Linked DNA regions of Sus scrofa: region 2 is linked to region 1. The links are chromatin contacts, called in public Hi-C maps. All regions are on one chromosome and are shown on one strand. Each heading gives the region's core, a stretch centred on a gene start, on an enhancer-like site or on the middle of the called end of the contact. The rest is flanking DNA. Distances are from core to core; before and after follow the strand shown.

Region 1 (4,904 bases), core at 340-2,839:
AGTCTGGGGAAAAGATGTATAACTGGCTCACTTTGCTGTACAGCAGAAATTTACACAACATTGCAAATCAACTATACTTTAAAAAAAAAAAAAAAAAAAAAGAGGTGTTCCCGTTGTGGCGCAGCAGAAACGAATCTGACTAGGAACCATGAGGTTGTGGGTTCAATCCCTGACCTTGCTCAGTGGGTTAGGGATCCAGTGTTGCTGTGAGCTGTGGTGTAGGTCACAGACATGGCTTGGATCCCGAGTTGCTGTGGCTCTGGTATAGGCCGGCAGCTACAGTTCCAATCAGACCCCTAGCCTGGGAACCTTCATATGCCGTGGGTGCGGCCCTAAAAAGACAAAAGGCAAAAAAAAAAAAAAAGAGAGAGACAGAGAGTATGGGGAAAGGGAGACCAAATGGCACTGACCTGGCAGAAGAAAAATTGGCTTATCTTCCCCCAAATGAGGGGACCGCTGATATATTTCATATAGAAGTATAGTACCTCCGGAAGGGATGACTCAAATCCATCATAGGGTCGTTCCATAGCAAAAACTACATTCGGGACTTCGTGTTGTGGCTCAGCGGGTTAATAACCCAACATAGTGTCCATGAGGATGTGGGTTTGATCCCTGGCCTTTCTGGTGTCACTGTGGCTATGGTGTAGGTTGCAGCTACAACTCTGATTGGACCCCTAGCCTGGGAACTTCCATATGCTGCAGGTGTGGCCCTAAAACAAAACAAAACAAAACAAAAACCACTACACTCAAATCCCTGGTCGTATCCCCTGAGTGGCATCGTAAACCTAATTTCCTGCTGATGGAACAGGTTTTATACAGTTATTGAATGGATTACTCTTTAATAATTCCTGGGTAAAACCAGAGAGTAAAGACCTACTGGAGCGGGACCTTGGTCCCCACCCCCAGACCCCCTCACTATGATGGTGTTCTTTTAAGAAACCATCAGCTGGTGGGGTTGGGTACCCTGAGATGGCAGCTGGGCTGGGCCCTGAAGTCTCTGCTGCTGAGCAGCAGGGGAAAAGCAATGAGAGCTGAGACCGAGGTAGGTTGCCCGTCTCAGCATCATGGTTGGTCATCACGGATCTTACACTCACTCCTCCCCGGTGTCAAGACCTCCCCTCCCTTAGCCTGCAGGAAGAAGGACTTGGATGAAAGGGGGTGAAGATAGCCACGTGGACTTCCATGAGGTCTGTGAGTGGGGGAGGCCCTCTCCTCTCCCTAGAATAAACACAGAGAAGGCTGAGGAGAAAGTAGGATGCACACAGGTCTAAGCTGAGAGCTGAAAAAGGCATCTTTGAGACTCACAGGCAGTTCAGCCCAGCACACCCAGTGGAAGCCTGGATACAGGCTCATCCACAGTGGTCCCAGCTAGAACGAGATGTGCGTTTGCCTGGAGTGCCCTCCTTGCCACAGGAGAGTAACTACCATGAAACCCAGGGACACCCTTCCATGGAAAGCTGCTTGCTTTGCACAAGCAAGGTCAGGCTGCAACATTCCCTTGACTGTGCACTGGAGCCTTGGGCTGGTGCCACAGTTCCCGAGAACACATCAGCGCAGCTACAAAGCCTATCAATGGGGAAGTGATTCACTCAGCAGAAATCTAAACAAACTAGTTCCTTCTAACTCCCATCACCGCTTTTCCCAAAAGGAGGCGTACAGAGTGGAGGAAAAGAATGCATATCACCACTTCTTCTTTGCAGTAACTAATCTGTGAATTTGTAAAGTGACTAAACCCCGTCTGGGAGATATACTGAACCATGGAAACAGAAACGAAAAGTATGCCTCATCTGCCGACAATGCCTACACTGGAAAGTCTGAAACCAGGAGCTCAAGGGGGTTGAGAGCATCAGATAAAATTACAAAAATTCCTCAGGTGAATTTTGTTGAAAACCTAGTTCTTTATTTTTTTCATTTTTCTTTCATTTTTGCCGAAGCATTGATTTACAATGTTGTGATACTTTCTGCTGTATAACAAAGTGATTCAGTTCCACATACGTACATGGCCATTCTTTTCAAAACCTAGTTCTTTAAAAAAGTACATAATGACATAAAGGGAAAGGCTGAGAGGTAGAAGTGAACAAAAAGTAAAGACCTCTGAATCTACACATGCCCTTGCACACAAACAAATTTACCTCACAAAAGTTAAAAGACAAATCATAAATTAGGGGGAAAAACATCCTGCAACTTATAACACAAGGGGTTACTCTGTTTAATGTACAAAGAGCTTCCACACTGCAATGAGAGAAAGGTAAAGCGTCTAATAGAAAAATGAGCAATTTATTTAAAAAGAAATCTGAATCATCAACAACCAGGGATACAACTCAAACAGCCAAGAGAAGAAATTCTTTCCTGTCAGACTGAAAAAATGAAAAAGAATAACAGTACAGCACAGATAAGGCCATGAGTGGGAATTCTTATACATGCTAGCTAAGTTTGACAATTAAAAATTTTTTTTCCTGCTTTTTAGGGCCACACCCGAGGCTTATGGAGGTTCCCAGGCTAGGGGTTGAATCGCAGCTACAGCTGCTGGCCTACACCACAGCCATAGCAACGTGGGATCTCAGCCATGTCTGCGACCTACACCACAGCTCACAGCAACACTGGATCCTTAACCCACTGGCCAGGGATAGAACCCGCAAGCTCACGGTTCCTAGTCAGATTTGCTTCTGCTGTGCCACAATGGGAACTCCAACAATTTAAATATTTTACATGCATATTCCCCTGTACTAATCAGTTTCACTTATAAGAAAGCATCCTAAATACTCATGATGATGTGGAAAGATTTAGTGGCAGGAAACATTTATTACAATATTGTTAATCATAAATAAAAAAGAAATAATCTAAATGGCTTAAATTGAAGATGTCTTAAAAATTTATTTATTTTTTTTAAATTTATTTTACTTAAGTTTAATCCATTTACAAATGTTGTGTTAGTTTCTGGTGTACAGCAAAGTGATTTGGTTATACATATGTATACATTATTTTTCATATTCTTTTCCATTATGGTTTATTACAGGGTATTGAATATAGTTCTCTGTGCTATATGGTAGGACATTGTTTATCCATTGTATAATTAATAGTGTTTTTTTTTAATTTAAGTGTAGTTGATTTACAATGTTATGTTAATTTCTGCTGTATGGCAAGGTAATTCAGATATATTACCTTGCCATATAGGTAACATATATTTTTTATATTCTTTTCCATTATGGTTTATCACAAGATATTGACTATAGTTCCCTGTGCTATACAGCAGGACCTTATGTTCATTCATTTTATATATAAGAGTTTGCATCTGCTAATCCTAAACTCCCACTCTTTCCCTCTCCCACCTCCCTGGCTTAGCAACCACAAGTCTGTTCTCTGTCTGTGAGTCTGATTTTTGTTTCGTAGATAGGCTCATTTATGCCATATTTTAGACTCCACATCTAAGTGATATCATAAGGTATTTGTCTTTCTCTTTCTGACTTAGTGTGATAATCTCAAGATCTGTCCAAAATGCTGCAAATGGCATAAATTTGTTCTTTTTCGTGGCTGAGTAGTATTCCATTGTATATGTGTATCACATCTTCTTTATCCATTCCTCTGCTGATGGACGTTTAGGTTGCTTCCATGTCTTGGCTATTGTAAATAGTGCTGCAGTGAACACTGGGGTGCATGTATCTTTTTGAATTATGGTTTTATCTGGATAGATGCCCAGGAATGGAACTGCTGGATCATATAGTAATTTTGTTTTTAGTTTTTTAAGGAAGCATATGGAAGTTCCCAGGCTAGGGGTTGAATTGGAGCTGCAGCTGCCAGCCTACAACACAGCCATGGCCACATGGGATCCGAGCCACATCTGCGACCTGCACTGCAGCTCACAGCAATGCCGATCCCTAACCCACTGAGCGAGGCCAGGGATTGAACACACATCCTCATGGATACTAGATGGCTTCATAACCCACTGAGCCACAATAGGAACTCTTGGTTTGTGGACTTTTTAATGATGGTTATTCTGACTGGTGTGAGGTGATACCTCACTGTAATTGCGATTTGCATTTCTCTAATAATTAGCAAGGATGAGCATCTTTTCATGTGCCTATTGGCCATCCGTATTTCTTCTTTGGAGAAATGTCCATTTAAATCTTCTGATCATTTTGAGCATTTAATTATATTACAGTTTAAGAATAACCTTTCACAAGAATACTATGCTGTTTTTAAAAGTGATTATTTAAAAATGTGCTATCTATCCATATTGTTATTATATAGTTCTAATTATGTAATTTTATGTAGTAACCATATCTATATATGTAATTATGGAATGCTAATCCAAGTAAAGTGGCTTGGTTTGGAGAATGGGGATCTAAAAATATATTTTAAAAAATCACAAATCAATAGATACAGCCATGCATCTATTTCAACATATTAACACTTATTTCTAGTCATAACTCTTAATTTCTTATGACAATTCATCTTATTTATGTTGTTTGTTTTCCTTCTGAATTTTTATAAAGATTACTTTATATGCGAGGGGGAAAATACAGTTCAAAAAGACGGAATGCATATATGGGCAAATACCCTTAAGCTGGAAGCATCCTTTTTGCCACTGAGAATTCACAGAGTAAGCAGAAAAAAAATCCTAAGTGGCTCACTTAGAATTAGGGTAGCCATCCTACTTACAATTTATCATCCAAACCAGGACAGTCTTGAGACTTAAAGGGGAAGCTATTAATAATTTTGCATAATCCAGGACTTCCTAGGCATGCTTGGCCTTTTGGTCAGCCTGCTTAGAATGGAAGGTCTGTCAAACCTGTCTCTGAAGATGAGCCAGTCTTGGAGTCTTAAAGGTAAACACAGACACAGTGACTGCCCTTTTATCAGTGCAACTGGGTACAATTTCTAAACATGCTGGCCAGATGGCTAAA
Region 2 (4,780 bases), core at 1,565-4,064, 150 kb before region 1:
GTTGAACAGAGAGTCACAATAAATAGCCACCTCAGCTCCAAACAAAATAGTTGAGTACAACTTCCCTGAGGTAGTGACCCTTGAACTCCTGACCTGAACTGTCTGTAGCTGCCATGAATACTGAATGACTTTCTGATTCCGATATCCATGAAACCTCACCATAATTTCATCAGGGTTATTATTCACAAAAAAAGAAACTCACTCTAGTTTGTTTAAACAGAAAAAGAACATATGAGAGGATAGTAGTAGCTCACAGAATTTATGCCATGTTAGAAAAAGAGGCTGCAGCCATAAACAACACTCATAGCCCCGCTAGTCCGGTCACAGGTTTGATTCCACTGCTTTTGGCCCCTGTTATGGGGAGTCCCTCTGCCCTTGCTGCCTCTGGGGGCTGCACATTCTCTGCCGTGCTTTGCCTGCATCACCAAGATGTAGCATCACTCAGCAGCTGGCTCTTTGCTTTTCACTCTTTCATGCAAGTTTCATGTTGCTGCATCCAACTGGCAGAGCCTAGGTCATATGTCTGTGTCCCAGCTGCACAGTTGGTCTGGGAAACTAAGTTCTGATCTCCTCCCTGGTGAGGTAGTGACCCTAACAGTGGCCTATTTTCCTCATTTAGGAAGGCTGTTCAAATGATGCTGGGCTGGCACCAGTATGACCCACGCCCACTATGCCACACTCCAAATAGGTCGTCTTCATTCTCTGGGTTCTGGAGAGAGAAAGCAGTGGGACCAGTGCTCTTTATTTCCACAAGTGGCTTCCCAATAAATCTGTGAGTTTCTGATCTTTGTAACCAGGGGCATGCAGTTAACACAGGTTCTCTGGCCAATGAAATTCAGATAAAGTTTTCAGATAACATTTCGCTTGAGGACAGTGTTTCCTTCCCAACAAGATCGGATTGCAGAAGCTCATGATTTCTTCTTCAAAAGGAAAGCCCTCAGTGGGTCTCTTGACAGTCCCTATAAAATGTGGCCTTGTGGAGCCCTCCCAGGGTACCAACACTCAGACATTTAAGAGGTCTTTTAAAAAAATTATTATTAAGTATAATTGATTTACAATGTTGTGTCAATTTCTGCTGTACAGCAAAGTGACCCAGCCATACATTTATATACATTCTTTTTCTAATACTATCTTCTATCATGGTCTATCCCAAGAGATTAGAAACAGTTGCATGTGCTGTGCAGCAGGACCTCATTGCTTATCCATTCTGAATGTAATAGTTTGCATCTACCAACCCCAAACACCCCATCCGTTCCTCTCCCTCCTGCCTGCCCCTTGGCAACCACAAGTCTGTTCTCCATGTCCGTGAGTCTGTTTATGTTGTGTAGATAGGTTCGTTTGTGCCACATATTATTTATTTATTTGTTTGTTTATTGTCTTTTTAGGGCTGCACCCTAGGCATATGGAGGTTCCCAGTCTAGGGGTCCAATCGGAGCTGTGGCTGCCTGTCTACACCACAGCCACAGCAACGCAGGATCTGAGCTGAGTCTGCAACCTACACCACAGCTCACGGCAGTGCCAGATCCCTTAACCCACTGCACACGGCCAGGGATCAAACCTGTGTCCTCATGGATACTAGTCAGATTCATTTCTGCTGAGCACAACAGGAACTCCCTGGGCCACATTTTAGATTCCACATACAAGTGCTATCATATGGTATTTGTCTTTCTCTTTCTGACTTACTTTACTTGGTATGAGAATCTCTAGTTGCGTGTTAATAAGCCTTTTTATAGAGCTCTACGAGTTCTGCCCTGGGTTCCTATTTAACCACAGACCATCCCCAGATATTGACAAGAAGCTGAGTTTCCAGGCCAGGGTCTTCCTGGTTTGACAAATGCCCCTTAGAGTCTGGAATCCTCTAGTAGCACTTGCCAGGAGATTGAATTATCTGACCCCACTCCTGTGCGCCACCCCCCCGCCACCGTGACAAATCAGGAGCTGAGGTCATTCCATGAAGAAATAGTTTTTGAGTATTAACCATGTCCCAGGCATGGTGCTATCACTGGATATCCTTTGTCCCCAGGGAGCCTTCAGGCAAGTAACTTAGCCAAAGCTGAAATGGAGCAAGGGGAGGCCAGAGAGGGGATGAAAATGTTCAAGTGCTATTATCCAGAAGGAGATGCATAGTTTTCATTTTTAATCAGACTTACTGATCAGGGTGACGATGGAAGCCAAGATCTTTGACCTAATGTAGAAGCACAGTCATTTTATTTTCTGAACACATAACCTCACAAAGAAATGTCTCCGATTGCAGAATTCATTGGTATAAAAGTCTTATAAAGGTATCACCATTAAATACATTCAGTTAGACTTACTAAATGAGGAGAATAAATGAAAATGTAATAAATGAAAAGAAAATCAGAGGGAAAAATGTCCACTTTTGAAAAAGAATGTATATATATATGTGACTGGGTCACTTTTCTGTACAGTAGAAATTGACAGAACACTGTAGACCAATAATGGAAAAAAATCATTTAAAAAAACCCTCCCCTCCAAAAAAAAAAAACCAACAAAAAAAGAACATCTAGCCAATACAGAGTCAGTTGGATATACATAACTGGCCATATAGGAAGTCCAGTGTTTGACCAGTGTCCCCCCACCCCCGCTCCTGGGGACGTGTGGAATTCCTCTTAGAATATTGGCATACCCCACAAAGCAAAACACGGACTTTGACGCTAGGGAAAAGAGGATGCTTCTGCTCTACACCCCAAATACTCTCTTCAGGCCATTGCCTCTTTTCCACGGAGGCGGCAGGTGCCCATGGAGACCACTAGGTGTCGCTGTGAACCTGGGGAAGTGCAGCCTCACGCTGCAGGCACACATCAGCTTAGTCTGTTTTCAATCAACACGTTGTCAGTTTTTCTCCCCAGGCCCCAGGGGTGTACTAGGAATTTTTATTTCTTGAGAAATCCTGTGATTCAGCTGCCCTTTATTGGCCCTGCGCGAAAGAATGAAGGCTGTGCTTGCTTCACCAGCTCTCCAGGCAGGAGGCTCTCTGGCAAGGCCACCAGCCACCTCTCTATCTCTGCTTCTGCCTTGTTGTCCCCCTCCCTTTTTGCCTCTTCATGTCCCTTCCCTTTTTATCTTTCTCTCCCGCGGCTCAGTGACACTAATGAGCTCCCAGCTGGTCTGTGGGAAGGGCCCCATCCTGGAAGACTTGTCCAAGCCCTGGTGAATTTCAAGGCACCCAAACCAGCTCTGGCATAAACTAGCTTGTAAATTCCATCCTCTCCTTCCCCTTCTGATTCTACCCCCAGCCTAAAGCAGCTCCAAGATTAAGGCAGTGTTGGGGTGGGAGCGACAGGGGACTAAGCCATCTTACTAGGAATTCTGGACCCTAGTCCCGGCATGAAGAGGCCACACCTGCTTTCAAACCCCACCTCCCTCTGCCACTTCCTAGCTGTGAGACCTTTGGGAAGTAACTCACCCTTTCTGAGCCTCAGAGTACCTCCAGCTGCATTACGTTAAATAAAAGTACAAATATAAAGGACCCCATGGTATCTTGCAACATGGCAAGCATTCTATAAATGCAGAGTGATTTTGTTATTTATTATTATTCTATAAATGCAAAGTGATTTTATTATTTATTTGTTAGTACACAGACATATCAGCACACGTTTCTACCAAACAAAGGCGTAGAATTTGGGACCCTCATTTTCTGGAACCTGTGCCAAGATGGTGTGTTAAGGAAACAAAATCCAGGGTTTTTTATTCAGAGACGCCAAACACCGCAGCTGATTCTAACCCTCTGTACTTAAGTCGACAGTGATAAAAGTGTTTTGAGCCCAGGTGGGGCTATATTTGTCAATAGCCATAGCTTGCTTGGCGAAATGCCCTGATCGCTGTCCTGGCACCTTCCAGGAAAAGGCCACCCATGGGTGGACCTGGCCACTCACTCCCACCTCCAGAAGGTTTGGTTCGGCCCTCCTGGTTTCCAGTGACCACACTGCTGCTGTGGGGTTTTGTGGGTGGCCACAAGGTGGAATCCCAACCGTGGATGCCCTGAGGCTGCTCTCTGCAGGGCCTGCGGCCACATACCCAGGACGGCTTGGGGGAACGTGAAAAGAAGGCCGGCTGGTGGGTTAACCAGGCCTTCCTGGACCACTCTGAGGAAGCCAAATGTCAAAAGGAGCCTCTGCTGGCCAACATGCGTAACTGCAGCCTCTTCTCCTTGGGGAGGAGGGGGCTGTTTCTGAGTGACCTAGACCTTGACAGAATGTCTCTGGAAGACACTTGAATACTCATAGCCAAGATGAGTCTGCTTCTGTTGAGCAGCAGACAGGTGGAGAGTGTGAGCAGAATGGAGGAAAGAATAGATTGTGCCTTTTGCACAGCTCAAACCTGTATGCGCTGGGCTTGCAGGATTGCGGAAGGCTCGCGGCTGTTTTAGATCCCAACTCATGCCAGACAGGAGAGGATGCTCTCAGAGCATGTCTGCTGGTCCTGAAGCTGGTATCGATGCTGCACGTATGAGGGTTTGATTTCTGCAGCCTTGAGAAGCCTCGAGCTTTGAGGGAAGAGATATTTGGTCAGAGGATCCATCTGAGGGTTCAGTCATCTGACTTTTCCCCACTGGAACACAATCCAATGGAAAAACTGAGCCCTTGGGCTTAGGCTTGCGGAGGCACACCCAGCTTGGTGTTCTGGCTCTGTGACCTCTGGACACGTTCCCTTGTCTCTCCATCTCTCAGCTGTCCAGACAGTCTTCCAAAGAGTGCTGTAAGGATTTGGAGGTTTTGCAGCTAGTGTGCCCAGCACATGTTAGACACACAGTTGCAAT

Evidence for each region. Hi-C and Micro-C count contacts between places; a contact is called where the count stands out from the background.
Region 2: a Hi-C map of embryonic fibroblasts shows a contact between it and region 1, with 3 times the contacts expected there. The contact joins two enhancer-like sites. A contact is called at or near these places in 3 of 47 Hi-C or Micro-C datasets (embryonic fibroblasts, skeletal muscle and subcutaneous adipose tissue).

Annotation. Positions count from the first base shown.
Region 1 is chr9:105,749,771-105,754,674 of Sscrofa11.1, reverse strand. The region is part of intron 5 of ATXN7L1 (ataxin-7-like protein 1); the gene reads left to right. All of the region lies in intron 1 of LOC110255499 (a long non-coding RNA gene), which reads right to left. Among named protein-coding and RNA genes, the nearest start is that of CDHR3, 70 kb to the left of the region's middle. Within about 2 kb of position 1,589, at least 20 of the 83 cell types and tissues checked have an H3K27ac peak or open chromatin away from gene starts, as enhancers often do. A contact at or near this core is called in embryonic fibroblasts, where this site is marked.
Region 2 is chr9:105,901,560-105,906,339 of Sscrofa11.1, reverse strand. All of the region lies in intron 2 of ATXN7L1 (ataxin-7-like protein 1), which reads left to right. Among named protein-coding and RNA genes, the nearest start is that of ATXN7L1, 22 kb to the left of the region's middle. Within about 2 kb of position 2,814, at least 16 of the 83 cell types and tissues checked have an H3K27ac peak or open chromatin away from gene starts, as enhancers often do. A contact at or near this core is called in embryonic fibroblasts, where this site is marked.